Linked DNA regions of Sus scrofa: regions 2 and 3 are each linked to region 1. Evidence: chromatin contacts called from public Hi-C data. All regions are on one chromosome and are shown on one strand. Each heading gives the region's core, a stretch centred on a gene start, on an enhancer-like site or on the middle of the called end of the contact. The rest is flanking DNA. Distances are from core to core; before and after follow the strand shown. Region 1 holds the start of SOX6 (transcription factor SOX-6). Region 2 has its middle 740 kb from the start of SOX6. Region 3 has its middle 620 kb from the start of INSC.

Region 1 (3,215 bases), core at 64-2,563:
TTTTGCAAAAGGATCAGGCATTGTCCCTCGACTTTAAATGGATAGAGGATAACATTAAATTTCATTTGAATCTGCGCACCATCCTGTTGGGAAGACCACAGCGGTAGCGACTGTAGCAAGCAGCAGCACCGCCACAAAGGAGGTAGGGAAAAGTGGTAAAAATGCATGAACTTTTTTCAAAGAAAAATAAAGATAAATCAAAAATAAGTTTTACAGACATGTCTTTCCTGGCTTAGGAAAGTTAATTTTTAAATGTTCTTCTGCTGTCTAAGGTGCAAAGCCGAATCTAGGGGAGTGCGTGGCTGGAATCTGCATGCTGATAAGAGAAGGCTGATGTACTTACAGTGACAGAGGGCAGGCTGCGGGAGAAAAGCTGTTTGTGTTAGCCTGCGAGTTACCCAGGGCTGCAGTGAGAGCAGAAGGGAGGAGTGGGAGTGCCAGTCTGCGTACACCTTCACCGCGTCTCATTACATCTGCCAGCCTCTCTCTCCCTCTCTCTTTCATTTCCACATTCCCTTTGTTCCTGAAAAAAAAAAATCTACACGTCACATCAGAGTCCCCAGATGCAGTCTACACCAAAGAAAAAAAATGAATAATTCAATCAAACTGTGCATAGTCTCTAAGGCAATAAATCTATTGCACTTAAAGAAACGAAGGGTAATTACCACCGTGGAATTAGAATAAGGCCAAAGACCCGAGATGTCGTTAAGTCTCTAGGTAAACTCCCCGGTCAAATAAAGTTTCATTTATTTAATCCTTTTGACATCTCAAATGGAAAGTCAGAGAAAGACTTTTAACTTATTTTAGACGGATATTCACTTATCTCTAAACATATTTTAGAAGGGGGGACACAGGGGAGAAGCCTCGGGTGTACTATCCTGCTGAAAAGGCTCCCAAAGGCAGCAGCATAGAGCGGGCACAAACACGAACGAAGACAATGTGTCCGTGGAGCCTGTCCAGGGTCAGTTTCTCCACCACTCCACCCTCCTCCAGTCTTCTCTAATCAGAGGAGGATCGCCCTCTACTTTCACCCACCACTGAAGCTCGACTTAAGGGCAGCTGGAATCTGAGAACCTTACCTGCAACACCGGGACCTAAGAGAAATCGCGCTTCCCTGTCACCAACACCCCATGCCATCCCCATGCACCCCTCCAAGTCCCGTACCATCTACTTCTTCCATCTGCCTGAGAGAAACTGTAAACGGGATTTTTTTTTCCCCATGATTGAATGGAAGCTCTGTACTATACCGACTTCTGGATTTGCCCTGGGTTGAGTTTAGGGAATGTCTGGAAAGAAAAAAGGGAGGAAAAAAGGAGGGGGGCAACTCAAGCCTTGTCCAAGTTAGTCAGAAGGCTGTGTTAGGCAGGAAAGAGCCTACGGGAGAAACAGCTGGGATGCACACTGACTATGGAAATCTCAGTTCTAGGAACCGTGTCCTTTCGTCCTGGAGGTAAGAGAATGTGGCTATCGCACGTTTATTCTTTTGCTGTCTGTGTGTCTCTCTTCCCCACCCGCAGAGACTCTTCCCCCTCAGATCAGCTGGCATGCACCCCGGAGAAGGATACGGCACGACATAGGGCTTTATTTTCCAGGTCTCTCCACTCATAAATTGTGGGTGTCACTGAAACGAGATTAGCAAATCTTTTACCGCTGGCGGCAGCCACCAGACCCTCCGTCCCTCTGCCGGTTGCACACTGGTCGCGGCATGTCGGACTGCAGGGCGGTCGGGAAGACCCAGCCCGCTGAGTTGCCTGGCCTGAGGGTTCAGGTGATGCAAGGGAGAATCGTGGCGTCCTAAACGGGTTCCGCTGAGTGTTTCCACCCTATCACCACCTCCCGCCGCCTCCGCGCGTTTGGTCGCTCACACAAACACATAGACACATACACATTCGGCTATTCTGGCCGAACTCATCTAAACTCAAGTCTCTTTAACAGTCAATTCAGCCCGCTTGAGAGCAGCGGGAAAACTAGGATGATACGTGGATGAACCGGGAGGGTGCCAACTGTCCGGCTTGGCCGAGCTTTGTTTACGTGCCTAAGTCGCCACCTTGAGGTCGAGTGGAAGACTGCGCCCAGCTCCAGGTTTCTGGAGACCCACTCGGCTGACACCGGCCCCGCAGCGGTGGCAACTGCTTTAAAAGAAAGGAAAGGGACCACTTCAAAGGAAAGCAAAGGGAGGGCACCCCGTGAGCGGACGGTCTGAGCAGGGCATGGCCTGCCCTTTAGGCTGAGAAGAGTAAGGGCTAAAACTGCAAGTTAGGTGAAACCAATAGCCGGGAAATCGAGCACAGGAGCATTCTCCAAGCAAAGTGCAAAGCTCCAGGACAAAGTCTGCAGCTCCAAGGCAGGCGCTTCGGCCTTAAACTTGAAGCAATAACTCCCAGGGCAGTAGCCAGGAGTGGAGGCAGCTTCAAAGAGCCATAGCAGCCTCTCCGGTCCCGACCGAGGACCAAGCTCCCTTTTGCAACGACCTCGGCTTAGTTCGGACTCTGTACTCCCTGGGGCTCTTCTTCTGCTTGCTCTCCACTTTTGGGACCGAAGACAAAGGGACTCAGGGACGCAACTAGACCCGAGGTCTCTAGTAGCGAGCTTCCGGGAAGAGAACCGCCTGAGGGATGTGTTCAAGCAAACTAGCTGCCTGCCTTGAGGGTTGGGCACTTAGCTCTACAGTCGCCCATTTCTCGGGAAATCAGTCCTTCTTATTGTATAACAATGGATTCGGTTTAAAAAAATAATGATTGATAATTATACCAGCGATTTTCAACTTTCCCACTCTATTGCAACCTTTTTTGTATACTGTCCTTATTCTGTATTCATGCCTTGCATTATAAGGATGCCAGGCTTCAGCATACTCTAGCTAAATTCTGAATTAACTTGTGGTTGTTCTTTGCTATGCCTGGATACTGCCTCCAAGCCTTGGGGACATCTTCAAGGCCACTCCGAGTCCATCCTCCCCTGTGAAGGATGTGTCCAAAGGATGCCCTCCTCATTCCTCTGTTACTTGGGTGCATAGGCATTTTCAAATGCAATGCTTTACAAAAGGAGAGGAAAAATAATTTTATTTATTTCCAGAAAAACTACACTTAGGAACTATCTTGTGCTATATGAGGCTATAAATCATCCCTTGCTGACTCCAACTGGGGCCCTTCAGTATATTGGTCAGAAAAATAATAATAATAATAGAAATATATTTTAAAAGAGAACCACAGCAACCT
Region 2 (3,346 bases), core at 493-2,992, 740 kb before region 1:
CCCAGATAGGAAATGCAACCCGAGACGTGTGAAGCAAAAAAACACTGTGCTTATTGTCATAGCCTCCACTCCTCGCCCGGCTCCCAGGCCGGCTGTGTGTGCTCTGGGGTGTCTGCCCCGCCACAGGGAAGAATAAACCCAGACTCAAATCATAGGAAATTCATCAAATGGCTTCTCAGAGCTCTGTCTTTCAAGGTCTGTTTCCCTGCCATATGATCTCTATAAACCAAATCACTGTTAGCCAGGGCACAGGACCAGAGGCGCCGGGGGCTCATGGATAATGAATGCCAAATGCATGTGACAATAGACTGATCAGCGAGCTAAATGAAAATTCTGAGTCGTGCTTTTGTATCTATGTACATGCACGCATGCATACACACGTGCATGCACCCCCATGCACGCGCGCAAGCACACAGTTTATCCTAACAATGGTCCATGGTGCCAGACTCAGTTAACTCACCTCTGAGTAACTCGGTCACATTATCAAGACAAAGAAGAGTAAAATGAAAGAGGAAAAAGTAGCCGATCCCAGTTTAGCTGGGCACACTCCTCAGGGAAGAAACTCAGATCTGACTCAGGAATTTCAGAACGCCTTTTGCTCAGGGACTAACGTGGAGGGTGGAGGGAGCTCCACTGAAAAATGAGAACCAAGGGCTCATTTTGGGCATCAAAGGTAAATGGGAGCAATTGTCCTCCATGGACTGAATGATGGTATGATCTTCCCCAGTAATGGTTTTGACTCCTCCTGGCTCTGACCAACCCTTACGCTCAATAGCCCTGTGGGCAAGGTAAGCTCCAGGTAACCATGGGGCAAGGTAAGAGACGAGAACATGGCACAGAAACTCACAGGCCACCAGCTAAAAGCAAAAAGGTAATTAATGTTATAGCCTTTTAGATTCTAGAAAATACTGCACTTAAAACTGCAAGTCAACGAAGCGGCTGTCAGCAACCGATAAATGCTTCCATATTCACAGGCATCAGCAATCTTCCCCTTACAAAAAAAGTAATAATACATACATATTAATGGATCACATTTTGTCCTTTGGGGAGCATAATTTTTAAAAGGGCCAAGGCAGCAATAATAGTTCCTTTAAAAATTCTAAATGCTGTAATTGTTTTTTCTGAATTATGGTGCTAGGATTTAATTAGTGATGAATGTTCGGTATGGGGTTTGGACATTTTTGATGAATTCAGCCAAACAGAAAAGTAGTCTTGTCCTCACTACTCTCTGCCTATCCTCCCCCCGCCCCTTTCCCTCCGCAGGGCCCTGAGGTGTGCGTGTACATGAGATTGCGTCCATGGAGGAATTTCCTTTTCTGCAGTCGGGCCGTAGTTCAGAAGGAGATTTAACCACAGTTCAACGAGGAACATGAAACATGGTCAGCGAGGTCATGCAATTCAGCACAAGCTTTGAGGTTTTCTAGATGTAAAGAGGGACGCTCATAAAATGCAAGCGGAAGAAATTTCTTTTGGCGATGTTCCTATCACTAGAAAGAAGTTACCCAGGTCTTGGGTTAGGCTCTTGGGCTAAAGGGGCTCATGGGCAATAGGGCTAAAGGTGTGTGTGTGCGCGCACGCGCGTGTTGCTGTAAGAGGCGGGGGAGGGTTTCTTCATTCATTCAATGAATTACCATTAAGCAAAGCCTACTGGGTCCAAATTCTCTGAGCTAGGCACTGAGCACACAGCCCTGGCAATGGAGCACTTGTGCGGGAATAAACACAATCGCTTTGTTCTTCTCCAAACCATTTCTTTGTAAAAGCAGCTGGAGGGAAGCCCAGAGCAGCGGCCATCCACAGAGGCTGACTCAACGTGGCCTACACAGCAGGGCCCCGGGGGGCCAAGCACCCCTCTCATCCACCTTCAGGACTTCTTTCATTTGAGACCTGGAGGCTGTTCCTAGGTTCCCAGGATCCTCTATTAACATGCAAATGCCCCTGGGAAAGGTCACACCTTGAGGCCCCATCAGCTAACCTCTTGCTCACCAGTTGCTTCTTAGCAAGGATTAGCAGAAATAGAACACCAAAAAGGCTTGTGGGGTGGGGGGAAGGTTAGGGCTTGTGGAGACTGAGAGGTAAAAGACCTTTTCCTCTTGCCAAGATTTTCCTGGACAGTCAATTTGCTTTATTTCAACACAGCAATCAGTATACCTCTTCCAATAAAGGTTGATTTCTTTAAAACTGTAAGACTAAACGAAATATATTTACATACCTTTCATCTCTGCCTCGATTATGCAGTATCACCTGCTGCACAATTTTGCCCAAAGAGTAAAAATCCTGCCTCTAACATGGCCATCCACAGCAGTCAGTGAGGTTTTTATCCCCATGAGTCTAGCACCCTGTCTTGTTTCTCTCTGTCATCTCCCACCTGCTACCTTCCATCCTTCTTATCCTCCTTTCTCCTCTTAGCATAACCTCCTTCTTCCTCATCTTCCGCCACCGTAGGCTTCTCCAGAGTCTTGCTGAGGCCCACGGGGCCAGATGCTACAGAGCCTTCATCATTCTTCTCAAAAAAGCCTTTAAAATGTCATCTGGAGACAGCCATGATTTAGCGCACAGAGTTGTGAATCAGCCAGAAAGACCTGGATTCAAATGCTGGTTCTGTCACTTCTAGATACTGGAGGCAAGTGGCTTATACTCTCAAATCATCAGTTTCCTCATTGTTTGTCTTTCAAAAGGAACATATAATATATACTATATAAGTTGCATATATTATATAAATATATATATGATACAAATATTATACATCATGCCTAGCATATGCCAGGCACACAGTTAAGTGTTAAATAAACATTTGTCATTGCTATTGTTATATATGATATCATATTTATAGCATAATCCTATTTCTTAATGAAATCTTATAATACAATCCAATTTCTTTATGAAATGAGATTCCAAAATAATGTTTGTGAAGTTTTTTAAAAAATGCACTATAGAGGAGTTCCCATCATGGCTCAGCCGAAATGGATCTAACAGCCATGAGGACACAGTTTCAATTCTTGGCCTCCACAGTGGCTCGGATCCGAAGTTGCTATGGCTGTGGTATAGGCCGGCGGCTACAGCTCCGATTGGACCCATAGCCTGGAATCTCCATAAGCCATGGGTGTGGCCCTAAAAAGACAAAAAACAAACAAACAAACAAAATGCACCATAGTTGCATACTAGTGAGTGTAAGCCTCCAAAGTTATTCCCTTAGGGAAATGTTAACTTATAACTTTTCTGCCCCTGATCATACTTGTTATGTATTTATTCTTTTATTCATGCCACAATTATTCCATGTGCTCTGCTACGTGCCTAGCAAAAGCACTGATCTAGGTCCTTTAAACCCAGAGGTAAGCTCACTTGGTCC
Region 3 (3,309 bases), core at 31-2,530, 950 kb before region 1:
GGACTGGAGCCACTTTCCTATTACATAACACGATCATTCCCTTAACTAAAAAAGTGGGGGAGGGGGAGGTGCACAGTTTCCAATTCAAGTGCTTTTCAAAAAATAGGGGAAAAACATAGTTAAAAAATTTGAAGAAAGAATGCCTCCCTAAACGTGAAATTGTTCAGAAATAGGTATTTGTAATAGGATTCAAAGTGCTCATGACAGCTACTACTTACACTGTTTAAAAAGTTGCAATTAGTACCAAAAGGCTTGGATGAAGAAAACATCATATCATAGGCATATTTATAAAACAACTTCCATCAGCCAAAGGAAAAATGGACAGAACTCTATTACAAGCTTTTTATATTTGAAGAGCAATTTCTAATAATATATCTAGAAGCCATTTCTGAAATTGACTTAGTGTGCATGATCTGGGATTAATGTTTTTTGCAAAATCACATGCTCATTTGAACGTAAACATTTTGCACTTCCGTTCCACCTCCTGGTTCAGAAGAATGCAACACCAATGTGTAAAATGATCTATCAAAATTAATTGTGAATGCCCTAATCCAATCAAGTCCACCTCATTAGGCAAACATTTAAATTATTAAGTTAAATAGTAGGATATTTCAATATCATCTTGTTATGCTATTTTTATGGCGGTGCAAATGCTGTCTACAGATGGGCTCAGCTTCCTGGACTTGCCACTATTGTTGAGGCACTTATCACCTCCGCTGGCAGGTTTCACACCTGTGTGACCTTGGTCCAGCCACAAACACTCACTCCCTCATAATTACTGTTGGAGCACCTACTATGTGCTAAAATTTGAAAGCCAGAGAAGACCTGCAGGATTAGCTCGTCACTTCTTTTCGAAGACATAGAAACTGAAGTTCTGAGAGCTTGGATCCTTTTTCATGGATCACTCAGCAAATTTGTAGCAGAGCAGCATGGAGAATCATGGCTTCCTGACTGCATCCATCTCTCTGCTTTCTTTTTCACTCTTCTAAATTGGTTTCCTGTTCATCTCCCTCTCTGCTTTAATTGAAGTAGAAATATAGAAATAAAATAGATCAGGTCCATGTTGGACATATTTTGAATAATGAGTCTTTTGCAAAATGACACTTTTATCCCACCCCCACCCCCACCCCATACCACACAAGATACACTCCCAACCTGGTTGTTCTTCTCAGGGCTTTAAATAGCTTGTCCTTTCCAAATTCCTCCAGCCAGCAAACAGCTATTCATCATTCTATATTTCCTTGAAGGCCAGCCCAACAGAGACATGTTTGGAAGAAATAAGATCTGGATGTCTCAGATTCCAGCCCCCAAATTAGTCTCTGGGTATGTGTATGTTGCAGGGAGGAAGAAGAAAGAGGAAACAGATAGGAACTAAAGCAGGCCTGAGGTCCAGGCATCACTCTGCCTATACTGGGATCCGGAAAATTACGTAGTCCTGTCCTCACCAGAACCCCCACTCCCTTTCCCCTCAGGGAGTGTGATCATGATGTCTGAAGATTTCACCCCAATTCTGGATGCAGATCTAGGGGACCTCTAGATGCTACCCTATTCTTTGCCATAAAGTGAAATGAAGAATTTCCCTGTGAACCCTTTTTGGTGTTTGGCTCAAATATGCACCCAGTTCTCTTTTCCTTATCCTCGGGGCGTGACTGAGGCAGGGAAAGAACTACCAAAGACATTTCCAAGGGAAACAGAACAGAGAGGGCCAATGGATCTGGATAATCCACACTGCTGAGTTTAGCTAGTGGGTTGTCTGATCCAGGCACCAGAGTTTCATTACAACCTTCATGAGTCCTGGTTGGCACTTTTGTCTCCATGGGCAATTTCCTCCATAAAATCTTTAAAAATTAAAAAAAAATCTTAAAACTACATTAATATAAAGAGGAATATATTAATATTATGAAATGACATTTCTTTCAACCTAAATTTTTTTTTTCCTCCTGATGTTAAAGGAATTTAAAATGTTTCTGTGAGTCCCTCCCTAAAGGTACCAGGGGCGCCGGGCACTGAGCCTACTGTTAATGGATAAATGCGCGCTGTCAGGCCCAAGAGCGTGAAGCTCAGGGAGAAAAGTCTCCCACTCTGCCTCCATTTGGTGGATGGACATCAATTCCAACAGCCTGGAAATATCTAGTTTCTCTGGATGCGGGCAAGAGGAAAGAGCTTTATCTCCTGTCCTCTCATTTCCTATTTCCTATCTGAGCACAAATTGAAAATTATTGGTGTAGGAAGAGGTCACCGTCTTTAATATCAATCAAGCTTAGGCTCTCCAAGGTTATCTTTGGAGGAAAACCACCTTTGTTCCTTGTCCTCTCAGTTTGATTCCTTTTGCCACCATCACAACCGTCCTCCGTAAAGACACATTGTTCACATGTTAAAATGCAGCTCAGTCAGGGTTAGAATCATCAAAAGACCTTCCCAAGGGGAAGTAAACACAGAGAATACTGTGAATTCATGATTCAAAAGGGCCCATAAGAACAGATGTTGGCAGCTATGACTCAGCAGAGGGACCTGGGTAGCCTTTGTTTAAAGAGCTGTAAAATTGGAAACTAATGCACCACTGGTGGGAGTATAGGTTGGTGCAACCCCTTTGCCAAAGCCCTGGCAGTATCAGCTAAGGTTGTCACATGACCCAACTTTTCTGTGCCTAAGTACTATATTGAACCAGATGAAATTGCCAACATTTGGCTGTTTTTGATCTACAAAAATGGCAAGTTAATTTGATTTGATCTAACACATAACCAAAAGAAATGCATTTGTCAAAAGCCACGTTTAAGATTGGTAGAGGAGCACTGTTCCTAGTAATTAAGCACTGGACATGCACAAAAACCCGTCAACCATAGCTTGGATTAAAAAAATATATGGTTTATTCATAGAAGAGTGCATGCAGTAAGGATAAATAAATTACAACTATCTATAACATCTTGGATGGCGCTCACAAACAGTGATGACTGAAAGAAGTCAAACGCAAAAGGGTATATATTGTATGATTCCATTTATATAAAATTCAGGTGCAAACACTACTAGCCCAGTTTGTTAGAAGTCAGAAAGGGGTTACCCTAGCCAAAGGAGACTATATGTTGACCTGAAACACATGTAAGGAACACTTTCTTGATCTGAGGATCAGTTTCATGGGTGTGTATACTTTGAGAAAATTCCCCAAGCTACATGAATTGCCTATGTACATTTTCCTTTCTTAAAAAGTTTCACTAAAAAAAAAAAGTAAGCTGCAGAAGGACTCAGGCAGCTGTTGGCACAGAGACACCAGCTGGCTCCAGGGGCGCCTGCACTCTGCCCTCCAGTTCTTGT

What was found. Hi-C and Micro-C count contacts between places; a contact is called where the count stands out from the background.
Region 2: a contact with region 1 is called in a Hi-C map of epiblast stem cells, with 2.4 times the contacts expected there. The contact joins the enhancer-like site here to the promoter of SOX6 in region 1. A contact is called at or near these places in 1 of 5 promoter capture datasets (liver), 8 of 47 Hi-C or Micro-C datasets (epiblast stem cells, fetal heart ventricle, fetal skeletal muscle and 4 more) and 1 of 2 datasets of contacts at active chromatin or transcription factors (skeletal muscle).
Region 3: a contact with region 1 is called in a Hi-C map of fetal skeletal muscle, with 3 times the contacts expected there. The contact joins the enhancer-like site here to the promoter of SOX6 in region 1. A contact is called at or near these places in 24 of 47 Hi-C or Micro-C datasets (adipocytes, alveolar macrophages, brain and 14 more) and 1 of 2 datasets of contacts at active chromatin or transcription factors (skeletal muscle).

What each region holds. Positions count from the first base shown.
Region 1 is chr2:42,445,489-42,448,703 of Sscrofa11.1, reverse strand. SOX6 (transcription factor SOX-6) reads right to left here and starts at 1,313. Exons shown (of 18, transcript XM_021085342.1): 1 at 1,165-1,313; 2 at 344-523.
Region 2 is chr2:43,184,762-43,188,107 of Sscrofa11.1, reverse strand. No RefSeq gene overlaps it. Among named protein-coding and RNA genes, the nearest start is that of SOX6, 740 kb to the right of the region's middle. Within about 2 kb of position 1,742, at least 13 of the 83 cell types and tissues checked have an H3K27ac peak or open chromatin away from gene starts, as enhancers often do. A contact at or near this core is called in epiblast stem cells, where this site is marked.
Region 3 is chr2:43,392,797-43,396,105 of Sscrofa11.1, reverse strand. No RefSeq gene overlaps it. Among named protein-coding and RNA genes, the nearest start is that of INSC, 620 kb to the left of the region's middle. Within about 2 kb of position 1,280, at least 5 of the 83 cell types and tissues checked have an H3K27ac peak or open chromatin away from gene starts, as enhancers often do. A contact at or near this core is called in fetal skeletal muscle and skeletal muscle, where this site is marked.